Linked DNA regions of Zea mays: region 1 is linked to region 2. Evidence: chromatin contacts called from public Hi-C data. All regions are on one chromosome and are shown on one strand. Each heading gives the region's core, a stretch centred on a gene start, on an enhancer-like site or on the middle of the called end of the contact. The rest is flanking DNA. Distances are from core to core; before and after follow the strand shown.

Evidence for each region. A called contact is a pair of places that touch in the nucleus more often than the background predicts.
Region 1: a contact with region 2 is called in a Hi-C map of ear, with 2.9 times the contacts expected there. The contact joins the promoter of LOC100273961 here to the promoter of LOC103649959 in region 2. A contact is called at or near these places in 3 of 25 Hi-C or Micro-C datasets (ear, leaf and tassel).

Annotation. Positions count from the first base shown.
Region 1 is chr3:37,587,764-37,594,568 of Zm-B73-REFERENCE-NAM-5.0, reverse strand. LOC100273961 reads left to right here and starts at 3,381. Exons shown (of 3, transcript NM_001148348.1): 1 at 3,381-4,451; 2 at 4,538-4,708; 3 at 4,792-5,326. The coding sequence starts at 3,417. The coding sequence ends at 5,172. LOC100277277 (Mediator-associated protein 2) reads right to left here. Exons shown (of 6, transcript NM_001407190.1): 5 at 6,800-6,805; 6 at 5,587-6,100. The coding sequence ends at 5,826.
Region 2 is chr3:37,289,007-37,295,441 of Zm-B73-REFERENCE-NAM-5.0, reverse strand. LOC103649959 (probable serine/threonine-protein kinase PBL7) reads right to left here and starts at 4,192. Exons shown (of 5, transcript XM_008675652.4): 1 at 3,693-4,192; 2 at 1,497-1,705; 3 at 457-646. The coding sequence starts at 3,789.

The DNA of each region.
Region 1 (6,805 bases), core at 2,132-4,631, 300 kb before region 2:
CAATCACCAAAAAGGGGGAGATTGAAAGGGAATTAGGCTTACACCTAGTTCCTAAATAATTTTGGTGGTTGAATTGCCCAACACAAATATTGGACTGACTAGTTTGCTCTAGTGTATAAGTTATACAGGTGCAAAAGGTTCACATCTAGCCAATAAAAAGACCAAGTGTTGGATTCAATAAAGGAGCAAAGGGGCAACCGAGGGCACCCCTGGTCTGGCGCACCGGACTGTCCGGTGTGCCACCGGACAGTAAACAGTACCTGTCCGGTGCACCAGGGGACTCAGACTCCAACTCTTCACTCTCGGGAATTCTCGGAAGCCGGCACGCTATAATTCACCGGACTGTCCGGTGTGCACCGGACATGTCCGGTGCTCCAAGGAAGCTCGGCCTCCTGAACTCGCCAGCCTCGGGTTCGCGCGGCAGCCGCTCCGCTAAAATTCACCGGACTGTCCGGTGTGCACCGGACTGTCCGGTGTGACAGCGGAGCAACGGCTCTCTGCGGCGCCAACGGCTCTCTGCGCAGCATTAAATGCGCGCGCAGCGCGCTCAGACGTCAGGGCTGCCCATACCGGTGCACCGGACATCAAACAGTGCATGTCCGGTGTGCACCGGACACCCAGGCGGGCCCACAAGTCAGAAGCTCCAACGGCTAGAATCCAACGGCAGTGATGACGTGGCAGGGGCACCGGACTGTCCGGTGTGCACCGGACTGTCCGGTGCGCCATCGAACAGAAGCCTCCAGCCAACGGTCAAGTTTGATGGTTGGGGCTATAAATACCCCAACCACCCCACATTCATTGCAATCCAAGTTTTCCACTTCTCAACCACTTACAAGAGCTAGGCATTCAATTCTAGACACACCCAAAGAGATCAAATCCTCTCCAATTCCACACAAACCCTAAGTGACTAGTGAGAGTGATTTGCCGTGTTCATTTGAGCTCTTGCGCTTGGATCGCATTCTTTCTTTCTCTTTTGCTCTTGTGACCAACACTCAATTGTAACCGAGGCAAGAGGCACCGATTGTGTGGTGGCCCTTGCGGGGAAGTTTTGTTCCCGGTTGATTGAGAAGAAGGAAAGCTCACTCGGTCCGAGGGACCGTTTGAGAGAGGGAAGGGTTGAAAGAGACCCGGCCTTTGTGGCCTCCTCAACGGGGAGTAGGTTTGCAAGAACCGAACCTCGGTAAAACAAATCCGCGTGTCACTCTCCTTATTTGCTTGCGATTTGTTTTGCCCCCTCTCTCGCGGACTCATTTATTATTCCTAACGCTAACCCCGGCTTGTAGTTGTGTTTATATTTGTAAATTTCAGTTTCGCCCTATTCACCCCCCCTCTAGGCGACTATCAAATATCATGTCACCTTTTGTTGTTTATGCTCTTCCATTTAAATTTCATGCAAATGAGCTTATTTAGGGCCTGTTTGTTTAACCCCATGGATTATATAATCTAGATTATTTTTGGAGTATTATATAATCTGGATTATATAATCTGGATTATATAATCTGAGTAGTCCCGTTTGTTTATCCAGATTATTTGAGTTGTTAATAGGATTCTTTTGTATGAGGAAGACAATAATGCCAATGATTGGTTATAATGGCAATGGTGGGTAATTTTTATAAAACTTGAAAGGGTAGTGGGGAAGTGGGAAAAAAATAATCTGAAATAAGCACCTCCTCACTTGCTTATGGATTATCATAATCCAAGGGGTTAGATTATATAATCTCGGCAAATAAGCTGGACTGTTTGTTTGCCTCTTAGGATTATTTAATCCAGATTATATAATCTGAGGGGTAAACAAACAGGCCCTTAATCATGTACTCGTGCTTAATCTTTCACTTCTAAAGTACATGTTGTGGACTTTGTTTGTATGAACTTGAACTAACAACCTTGTTATTAATGTCACAAGTTCATTCAAATCAAGTACTTTGAAAACTTGTTTAGATTAGAGAGAGCATCGGTATGTCCAATGTGCATTGAATAGGCACCTAGATAGCATTGCAAACGACTGTAATAGGTTGTACACTCACCGGACATGTCCGATGAGGCACTAGATATGGTACCAAACTGGGCACCCAAAGAGGGTTATGGATGAGTGTGAGAGACTAAGTAGTCATTGTCCATGTCTCATGAGGCATCAGATATAGCACCAATAAGGCACTTAGAGTGGTCTGGAATTGTGCACCTCAAGCGTTATACTTACCGGACATGTTCAGTGAGGCATCGGTCACAACACTAGATACTAGTACAATAATGGCTAGTTTATGAAGCTAGCCATTGAAGCATGCACTAGACGTGTCTAGTGTAAGAGATAGGTGTGCACCGAACATGTCTGGTGCACCCGTGAAAGTTGAATGGAGGGACAATGGCTAGTTCCTTGCCTTAGAGCTATATATACCCCCTCCATCTCATCCTTTTGAGGTCTCTTGCCCATTTTTCAGCAAAATAAACCTATTGGAGTGAAAGGGATAACCTTTTCCTTGTGAGGTAATTGAGATTCTTTTAGGGATTAGTGACCTCATTACTACATTGAGAGTGTCAAGTGTGTATCCACTATTTTCATTAGCCTTGTCTAGGTTATGTGAGAGTTTATGCTTATTACTCTTAATGATTGGTATGGTGGTGATTGAGAGTTTGGTGATCACCCAATGGAGATTATGGGTGGCCCAATTCAAGTTGTAAACATCTATGGGTGATTCACTATGGCCCAACCCATAGAGAGCACTTGATCCTTGTGTTGTGTAAGAGAAGTGAACCCTATGTGTCATTAGGTTTGTATTTTGGTATTTGATAAACAACATGATCATTTGGACTAATCTTATTTGCTAGTATACCAAGAATAGTTCAAATTGGATGCATGGTAGACTTAGACTTATAAATAGTTCACAAGATAAAATTTGGCTAATTCGGGTGTTATATTAGCTAGACACAGCGACAACTCTCCATATAGAAATGATAAGGGCTTTTGATCAAGAAGAAGTCATACAAAATATCGAACCCTTATTTTCTCTTATACCAATTGCCAAAAAAAACAATGTAATCTTAACATCACTTTAAACACAAATCTATTGATGCAAATCATACACTTCAAAATATTCTGATTTATTGTTGGTGAAAAGGCTGTAATTTTTTTTTTTGTTTTTTCTTCCCGTCTAGGCAAATATGATTGTCCTTTCTGGTATTATTTGTAGAAGTGACTGGTAGTACATTGACCAAAACGATTGATTGTGTTTGACCGGTTCCGTAGCGCGCCTCCTTGTATTGGAAGCAGGCGCCAACGAGTCAACGACACTCTGCTCTGTCTTTTGCCCAGTCTTGCGATGCACACTACCGAGTAGTATAAAAGGTGTGGCGAAAGCAGAGCACTCAACATGTCAGAACCAAAGCGATGCCGCACTCGCATCGCACGCACCCCGCTTGACATGGAGATGCAAGCGCACCACCGGATCAAGCGTGGAGACATGGAGGTACAGGAGCAGAGGGAGGACCGGCTGAGCAGGCTCCCCGACGACATCCTCCACTCCATCCTCCGCGGTATCCCACTCAAGCACGCCGCGCGCACCAGCGCCCTCTCGCGGCGCTGGGCGCGCACGTGGCTCCGCGCGCTCGCCTCCTCCAGGGTGCTCGATTTCACCGACCGCGACTTCGCACGCGGCCAGGCCCCGGCGCGGGCCGCGGCCACGGTGAGCCGCTGCCTCCAGCTCCACGCCGAGTACGGCGCGCCGCTCGACGTGTTCCGCCTGGCGGTTACGGCGCCGGCGCCGGCGCCGGGCAGCACCGGCGCGTTCGAGCGAGACGTCGTCGGGTGGGTCGTGTCCGCCGTGGCGAGAGGCGCCAGGGAGGTGGAGGTGGACCTGAGGCCGCCGCCGCCGCCGTTGGCGGCAAAAGCGGACGCCGGTGACGAAAGTGCGGCGTTCGTGGAGCTGCCTGGCGACCTGTTCGTGGCCACGAACTCGCTGGCGCGCCTCGCGCTGGGCGGGTTCAGGCTCCGCGCTGTCCCGGCCGGCCTAGCGGAGGGTCTCCGCTCGCTCTCCCTCAGCCACGCCGACGTCACAGACGAGGCGGTCCGGGACATCGTGTCCAGCTGCCGGGCGCTGGAGGTCCTCAGTCTCCAGGGCTGCAACCTCCTCAGATCGGTTAGGATCGACGGCGAGACGCTGCGGTCCCTGGAGATCGTGCGCTGCTTGGGCGTGCGGGAGCTCCGGGTCAACGCGCCCTCGCTCGAGTCGTTCGCCTTCCACGGCGACAACGTCTACTCGACGAGCGACGACGACGACGACGACTTGTCTTCTGCCGTCGACCTGGGATCCACGCCGGCTCTGCGGGACGCGTACCTTTCTCACATCGGCTTCGACGACGCCAAGAACGCGTACGATGAGCGCGAGTACGCCTACTCCAACTTCTTGAGCTGCGTCGCTCATGCCCGGGTTTTGACGCTCTGTTCCGTCGGCTTGCTGGTATGTAGCAGAAAGAACCCGTCATTTGAATCAGGGAAAATGCCATCCGTGAAATTTAGTAACCACTAGTTTTACTCGCGGATCAGCATCTGTGGGCACAGCTTAGTTATGATCCGCTCGTGGAAATTGATATGACGAGCGTACAAGAGCTGCAGCTGCTGATGTCCTCCCTAGGTGAAGACGACGAAGGCCTCCATAGCTTCTCCAGTTTCTTCGAGCTTTACCCGCTTCCACTCCTGGGCCGCTTGTTTGTCAGCGTAAGGCTCTCTCCGTTTCGCCTATCCTCCAGTTTTCCACGTGCAACGCGGTCACCGGACATTTTACTTTCTGAAACCCGCAGCTGCCCAGCCACACTGCCGAGGCGACGACGGCACTGCCCGGCGAAGTCGTAGACGACTCAAAAATGATGTTTTACTGCTACGACGACGACTTCGTCCTTGACCAGCTGAGCTACATCAAGCTGGTGAATTTCAGAGGGACGAGGTTCGAGCTGCAGCTGCTCGCCTTCCTCCTGAAGAGGACCCCTGCCCTGGAGCAGCTGGTGCTTGTCACTGTAGGAGAAGAGGGAGGAGCTCCGGGAGACGAGCGCGTCATCCAAGGCTGGGTGTCGGCGATACAAAAGGCGTCCCCAGAGGCTCAGCTCACCGTGTGCCAGTCGAGCGAAGATCGCAGCCAGAATCCTGTGCACACAAGGTTCTACCACGAACTTTTGGAAGAATAAACGGGCACCATTGATCCCTCAACATATACCCTTCGTTGAAAGCATTAGGTGTCGACAATGACATGCCGTACTTGTAAGTACTATAAAGTGCACTACTGTAACTGTTGTGAAGCAAGCAGCGATAACACTATGGGGGTGTTTGGTTCTGTGGACTAAATGGTTCTGTGGACTAAAGTTTAGCCTGGGTCACATCAAGCGTTTGACTTTCAAATAGGAGTATGAAATATAGATCCTACCAACTGTACTAGATTCGTCTCACTTTTTAATCTTCGGCTGAAAAATTAGTTTTATAATCCGACTACATTTAATATCCCGAACGGAGGTTCAAACATTCGATGTGATAGGGGCTAAATTTTAGCAGTGGCAAACCAAACACCCCCTATATCAGCTCAGCTTAGCACACCAACAGGAACAGCGCAACAAAGATAACCTTTCACATACCAAAAACAGAACGATACATAGCGGTATTTCAGCACCACGCAACAGGTTGCTCCCAGGTCAAACAACACCGGGCACTCCAGCAAAAAATTCTGCATGGATAAAATGAGAACCGGAAATTCATAAAGAAACCTGAACGTGAACTTCCAGCACAGCTGCTCGAGCCACTGATTGATAATTCAAGGGAAACTTGATCACCTGCCAAGGTGACACTACTACTCAACGATCTTATCCTTCTTCCTCCTCTTCTTTGATTTTTCCGGTGGCGACTGTGGCATCTCTGAAGCCGTGTTGCTCCCCGCGCCTCGAGCCTCAGATCCTTCTGTGGCCTTGCCCGACACATTTGAGTGCCCCAGGCTGCTTTCATCCTTTCTCTTCCCCTTGTGTTTGGGTGTTGGCTCTGCGCTCCTTTGGCCCAGTGAAAGCGCCGAACCTTGGCTACTGGGATTCTTTGATACACCGGTGAACCGAGACATGGTCTTCTTAGAACCTGAGAAAGTGGGAACCCAGCAACCACAGTTCAACAAATACGTCCCTTACAAATAAAAAAAAAAGAAAGAAAAAGAAAACCTGCCACATTTCCTTTGAGTGTTTTAAGTTACAGGAAGGAGGCACTCGTACAACCTTATTGAGCCTTGTGTTGCAGCAGGGCTGGGCTCTTTTCCTTAGTATGCAAAGCGGTACAATTTATATCTACATATATGCAGCGCTGCTAGCTTGGGCGGCAAGAAAAGAGCCCAGTCCAACTACAGCTACAAGGCCCAATAGGATTGTACAGTTAATACTAACAAACTCATGGATAAGAGTATACCATCAAACGTTTGTACGTCAGAAAAGGTTACAAAATTTTATGGATATTTTTGGCCAATGTCCTTGCTCAAATGGATAAGAGTAAATCATCAAAATTCTTATAGTGTATCTACTTTTCTTAGGATAAAAGATCAGTTTTTTTTACCTAGCACTGAAACACAAATCAAAGAAAAGGTTGGACCAGACTTGTCGTTTCCTTTGTTGAACAGTTATGATAATAAGAGTTTCAACAGAAAATCAAGTGGTAACAAGATAAAACTGCCAGCCACGAAATACCCAAGTTCGACCAGTATCTATCTACAACGCCATATCCTGCCTAACTTAGCTAGCAGTAGAAAAGTGCAAACAGTGAAGAAAACATACGGTAAGAAAGAATTACCTGCAG
Region 2 (6,435 bases), core at 2,943-5,442:
ACAACTGGCAATAAAAAATGGCAAATAATCACAATAACGATTCAGTGCCCAATTTCAATGTAAACATGTCAGAGGGCTACTTTAATTCTTATGAAGCAAATACTTCAAACATTTTGTTCAACGTATTGGTTATGGTAAACTTAACTAGGTAGCATCTTCGGTCTCAAGTTCAGTTTACATTTCTGTTTTTACCCATAATTTGTGATAAGAACTGACAGTAAAATTAGTGTGCATTATGGGTAGAACAATTTATCTTAACATGTTTTAATACTTAAACATGTTTGTAGGAAAAACTTGATGCTGCATAGCATATGTTGGAAGGTCCTTCAATATACAAAACACCCAGTGTTTTTATGTTAACAGTATTATTATGAAATGCAAATTACAAGTAGGATAATTTAAGTTGCTCCTGGTGCTGAGGATATCATACATTTAAAACATAAAACAGTAACTAACCATGTAGATGATCTTCTAGTGATCCCAATGGCATATACTCATAAACGAGCAAGCGTTGATCGCCATCAACACAGTACCCATGCAGATTGACAAGATTAGGGTGATGCAGGAGGTTGAGCATGAGAACCTCCACGAGGAATTCTCTGTTCCCTTGAAGCCCATTTAGATCAAGTTGTTTGACTGCAACAACCTGCCATGTAGCAAAAGCTAAAGCAGCATTAGACATATATAGAAAACAAAAATTAAGTTACAATAGTTTGAAACAGCTCACATTGCAATCAGCACAACGAAAGATTTCTTAAAAGCATTAACATTAAGAATGCAATGTAATGACTTTTTGTTGAAGTGTATAAGTTGATTGGCTATCTTCATTCATTATCTTAAGCTTTTGAGTTAAACTGGTTAGTTCGTCCACTCTAACATTGTTGGTTGCTCCTATATTTCACGTCAGAGACCTAAAACAGACTCGAAGTGAGGGGGAGTGTTAGAATATAATATAAGTGAATTGTCCAACTCCTCCTATCAGATTAAGTTTTTGGATTGAACTGGTTGGTCCATGCAACTTAATATGGTATCAGAACCAAAGGTTTCCAGTTTGAATTCTAGTTAGCACAATTAAATAAAATAATTGTTGCTCGCTCATATATTCTACGTCAGAGACCCAAAAGAGGGTCGACATGAAAAAGAGTGTTAGGATATAATAAAAGTGAATTGTCCACCTCTTCCCATTAATTTAAACTTCTGTGTTGAACTGGCTGATGCATGCAAGTAAATATGGTATCAAAGATAGAGATCTCGAGTTCGAATCCTGGCGGAGACTTTATTTGTGCCTCCACACATTTATTTCTATATTTACGCCTTTCTCTCTGGCTGCACGTGAGTGAGAATGTTGAAGTGTATAAGTGGATTGACTACCTTCTCTCATCAGATTAAGCTTTTGGATTGAACTAGTTAGTTCGTCCACTCTAACACTTTTCACAAAACTTTAGTGAGCTTGCAGAATAGCAAAAGCAAGAGAAACATGAACCAGGATCACAAACCTGTCCATTACTAAGAGTTGCCTTGTAGACGCAACCGAATCCCCCTCGCCCCAAAAGAGAGTCCTGCCTAAAATTATTGGTAGCCTCAGCAAGCTGACGCAACGTGAAGATTGTTGCTTCATCATGTCTACCAATTAGCTGGGCTCCGTCCATATGAACCACTCTCTCAGCCTTCAATGGGCTGCTTTCAGAAGATTTTGGGTAGTCCACTGTCAATGGCCCATTGAAAACCAAAAGATACAATTGAGTATTAATGAATAAGAATACAGCTGGAAAGAAAATCAAACAAGAACACCCAATACTGTTTTCAAGCATTTATTTTCTTCAGGACTCTTGGTTTCCTTTGTACTGATTTTCTTGTCTCGTCTTATGAGATAAGAAATAATGGTAGACACATAAGAGTTTTTGCACTCTGTTGTTCGCTAGCATTTTATTGAAGCCACTAGCAAAATTGAAATAACGGAGGGTAGTGTGCATGCCTAAATGCATAGTTCAGAATAGAATTCCATTCACACATAAAAAAAGACATAAGAGATCTGCAATATCGAGAAGTCGAGACCTTTGTTGGAACCACTCCTCGCTATGTGGTTGGAATTGCATCACTCAACTATCTCACAATCTCTCTCACGGAGGCTCTTCTTGCAGACGGACACGCGAGAACAGAACTGCACAAGCTAACAAGGATTTTTTGGTCCACGCCTGCCATGGCCTCACGCGGTTTTCTATTCATTGTATAAACTCAAAGATACATGCAAAGGGATAAGGGCCAGCCAAGTCACTCGGCCAGCACTCATCCATGATGCTAAACTCACGCCACTACTAATGATCATGCACACACCAATAAAGACTTAAACCGGCTGATTGGATGGACGGACGAGCAGCGCCTGGCTCTAGCGAGCGTGGCCCACCAGAACCTGAACGCCGGAGCGTATGCACACATACAGTAAAGGGATATATTTTTTACCTATGCTGCATTTGCGGGTGTAGGCTCAGTCTGACTCTATACAGTTAATCAAACAGCGGCTGCTTTTTAGTCAATGCACGCGCTCAGTCCGGACGAATATGTGCAGCATACCAATCACAAGGAAAGAGACTAATGGCTGCATGCAGCTACTACTCTCCTGATCATGTCTATCTTGTGTGCACTCCACACGTGTATGCACTTGACACGGCATGGTCTCTAGTGCTGGGAATTGAGCTAAGCCGGACCAAAGGCCATCGTGTTTTAGGCCTAACGGGCTCAAGTTAAGAAGGCCTAAATTTTTTTTGATTATACCATGCAAGCCTAAATAGTAGAAATAGTGGATCAGCATAGCCCTAAAGCACGTCATGCCTACGTTGGACCGTGCCGACCTAAGCCTAAGTATATATTTGAATCACATAAAATTCAAATATTACAACCACATAAAGTCTATAGCTTACTAAATTAACGATATTAAACAATGCTAACGTCATTTGACCACATAAAGTTCAAATATTACAACGATATAAAGTCTATAAATTACTAAATTAAAGAAATTAAACAATATTAACTTTAATAGGTTATGTAGATCCAAGCCTGACTCATGTGCTCGTGCTGGCCCAAAAAGTCTCGGTCCATATTCTCAGTGACAGTCTCACACACCATGACCATGAGTATGTAACCGCTCAAGGCAACAACAGCGTACTAGTCTCACACGTTTTGCTGCTACGCACTTGATCAGCCACAGCCTATTGTTTCTAGCTACACAATGGCAAGATTAAATCTAACAGCCTTGGTTGCTAAAGGAATTCGTCCGCGAGGCTGGGTGCCGTGTGATAAAGAAAAGGTTGACCATGCTATTCAGAATAAAAAAAAAAGTTCATGATGGCTGAGTATGAGTACAATTCTTCACTCGCGTAAATAAACAACTAAAAACCGGTTACGCTACCAAGTTCACGAATCAGTAGACTTGGTTTTATTTTCATTTTGTAGAATTAAACGTCCCTCTGACAGCAAGCGCGAGTTCAGCTTCACAGGAAGCATGGTACCGGAGTATAGTATCAGGGCCACACATACCGCGAACAAGCTAGTATCAGAACGAAGCACCAAGAAACGAGAATTTCCTAGCCAGACGAACTGACGAAGTATGCTTGCTACAACTAACGAAGGCAAAAGCAGGAAACATAACGCAAGAAAGAAAGAATTTTTTTTGAAGCATGAGCATCGCCCGTCACCTGAGGCGACCTGGTGGTTGATTCTGAACTGCTCCCCCTCCTTCTCGTCGTCGTCCCCGTCCTGAGGGCATCGGCACAAGCACGCCAAGAAGCCCATCTCTCATCACCCGAATCAACGCCTACAGCAGGAGAAGGAGAACACGAAGCAAAAAAAAATCCCCAATCCTGTTAGGCTGCTGCTGCTGCTGCTCGGACGGGGGCTTTGGGTCGCCGGGGGTATCAACAGAGGACTCGCGCAGCTGCCGAGGAATGTATCAATTTTTTTCCTGGTGCGCCCAGAAGGAGATGGGGGGAAAAGCGGAGAAGACTGATGAGGATAGCAGCGTGCGGCCTAAAAGATTTGAAAACATGTTAAAAAAAACCGACGGAAAGCGGAGGACGGAAAACGGCGCCGAGGGAAGGCGGAAAAGTCAGCATCGATGGGACGTCGGAGACTCACTAGTGGCAGGAAAGATTAATTGCTAATTGAAGGGGTTTAGTATAGTTTTGCTTGACGAATTGTGAAGGTATAGTTATGTATGGAGTTGTTTATTTGGGGTCAACCTATAAAAAGTAGGTACACGAAGGACTCTTGTTCCAATTTCGAGCCAAATGCGTTCGTCCAAAACACTATTCCCTGTACTGTTTCAGGAAACTAAAATACAATTTTTTTTAAAATAAAGACTTTGTGAATCAAGTGCGGATTTTCACTCTGCACTGCAAAAGTCCATAGAACAACACGTACATCTAGAGAAACACGAGCGAGCAGGCCGGGTCGTTTTTGGTACTCGCTTTGAAAATCAAGTTAAAAAAACTCATCTTATTATTAGTCACCAGTGTGGTAAATATTGACTGCTGGTCAGTTAGAAAACAACTAGGACGAACGGATCATTTTTTTCCGTTAGGTTTTTACTTTGTTCAAAAGGTTTGGCCCATCTCCATCACTACCATAGCACCTAGTGCGGCAGGGCAAAATGGGTATTTTATCTAAAAGAAAGGATAGCTTTTGGTTGGACAATAAAGGGGGGAAATGTGTGATTATATTTTTCTTACACGGATCACAAAAGGTTGCTGTTGTTATCGCTCACATAGACCGTTCTTTACAGTAAAAAAAAGACAGCACTCCCAGAAAGGATGGGGCATGTAGTTGACAAGTCAAGAACGGGTGACGGGTCGCTACAGTGCTACGTGCATTACGGTTAAGCTTATCCTTATCCACCGATTAAGACATGGAGCAGGAGCGGGTTTAGAGCGCCATGATTCTACTAATAAATACGTATATCCATTATTGTTAGGCGTGCTTTCCAGCCTAACCCCCGTTCCACCCTCACCCTCGTGCAGACGGGCCCAACTATGTTCGGTTCTACCCCAATCCATATGGATTGAGAGGGATTGAGGGGGATTCAATCCCTATTAAGTCAAAATCCCCTTCAATCCGTATCAATCCCCTTCAATCCATATGGATTGAAAATAACCGAACAAGCCCTCGATTGTTATTGAACGACGACAACCAACCTGCTGCATCCGGAGGACACCCAGGTGCGCGGCCGCACCGTGAAGGCGACCTCCGGTGCCACTGTTGTCCGCGTGCACGGCGCGAAAAGGACGGCCATTCGGGGGGCCCGGGCAGGCGCCGCGCGGCGAAGGGTGTGGACTGTGTGAACCGTGGTGGGGTCGGCAGATCCCGGCCGCCTTCTTCTAGTATGTCCCGGGTCCCGGGGCCCGTTGTCTGCTCGTCGGCTTTTCAGAGCAAGCAGCGTGTCCCGGTGGCCTTCGCGCGACGCCACCCACCCACCTGTCCGGCGCCCGCGACGCCCGGCTGCCTGCCTGCCTGGGGTGGAAGTGGACGCACAGTGCCATACTGGACAAGAGCAACGCACCCATTTCGCACTGTATCGTTCGGAGTTCGGACAGTCGGCAAGACGCAAGATCGGTTGCAGTTGTATTGTTGTTTTCGCACGTGAATGGCTGGCTACACGGGGCCGGTCAGTGACTGGCGGTGGCACACGATAGTGAGACATCGTACGGCGCTAGGGCTCGGGCTCATTCTTAGTGTTGAGCCGGTCCGAACCGAGCCGAGCTGCTGCGAGTCCGAGCCAGCTCGTCGAGCTCGAGGTTTTTTTCCAAGCCCTATCGTACCCCCAGCTGCCTTTTCTTAATTTGGATGGTTGGTTTACGTTATTATATATATTGCACAATATAAACGTGTCACACCAGGTTCTCCAGTCGTGTGCCGTATTAGTAAGCGGGGCCAGAAAAGGGCGCGGCTGCTGGATGGGCCAGCGAACAGAGGTTGGGCTACCTGAATTTTGACCAAATCCTAGTGTTTGGGACCCGGCCCATGAACTTCAGCTGCTACCAAATAAAGTGCCGTGGTGCTGCACGCCCAGCCTTTGTGTTTAGCTCAGGTTGTAGACAAATACTTCTACTACTAAAAAACACTAACCAAACGGGTAAACATATAGAATCATCAATAAATAGATATATATATATATATAAACACCAGCTTTCCCGTATTAGCCATTTTACAGCTCACAACTGAACTAGATAGGTCCACACTTTTCTCTGTTCCTGAAACAACACAATTCTAGCACTCGTGTGTTGTCCCAAACACAGAATGCATGCTATTCTAAAAAATATATATTATGTATAGGTATACAATGCAATAAATGCCGAGTTTACGGTCATTTACTCGTGTTTAATCAGAGAATCAGAAAAGGAGGTACATGTGTCTTTTTTTTATTGCGGGCTATTTTTTCTTCGA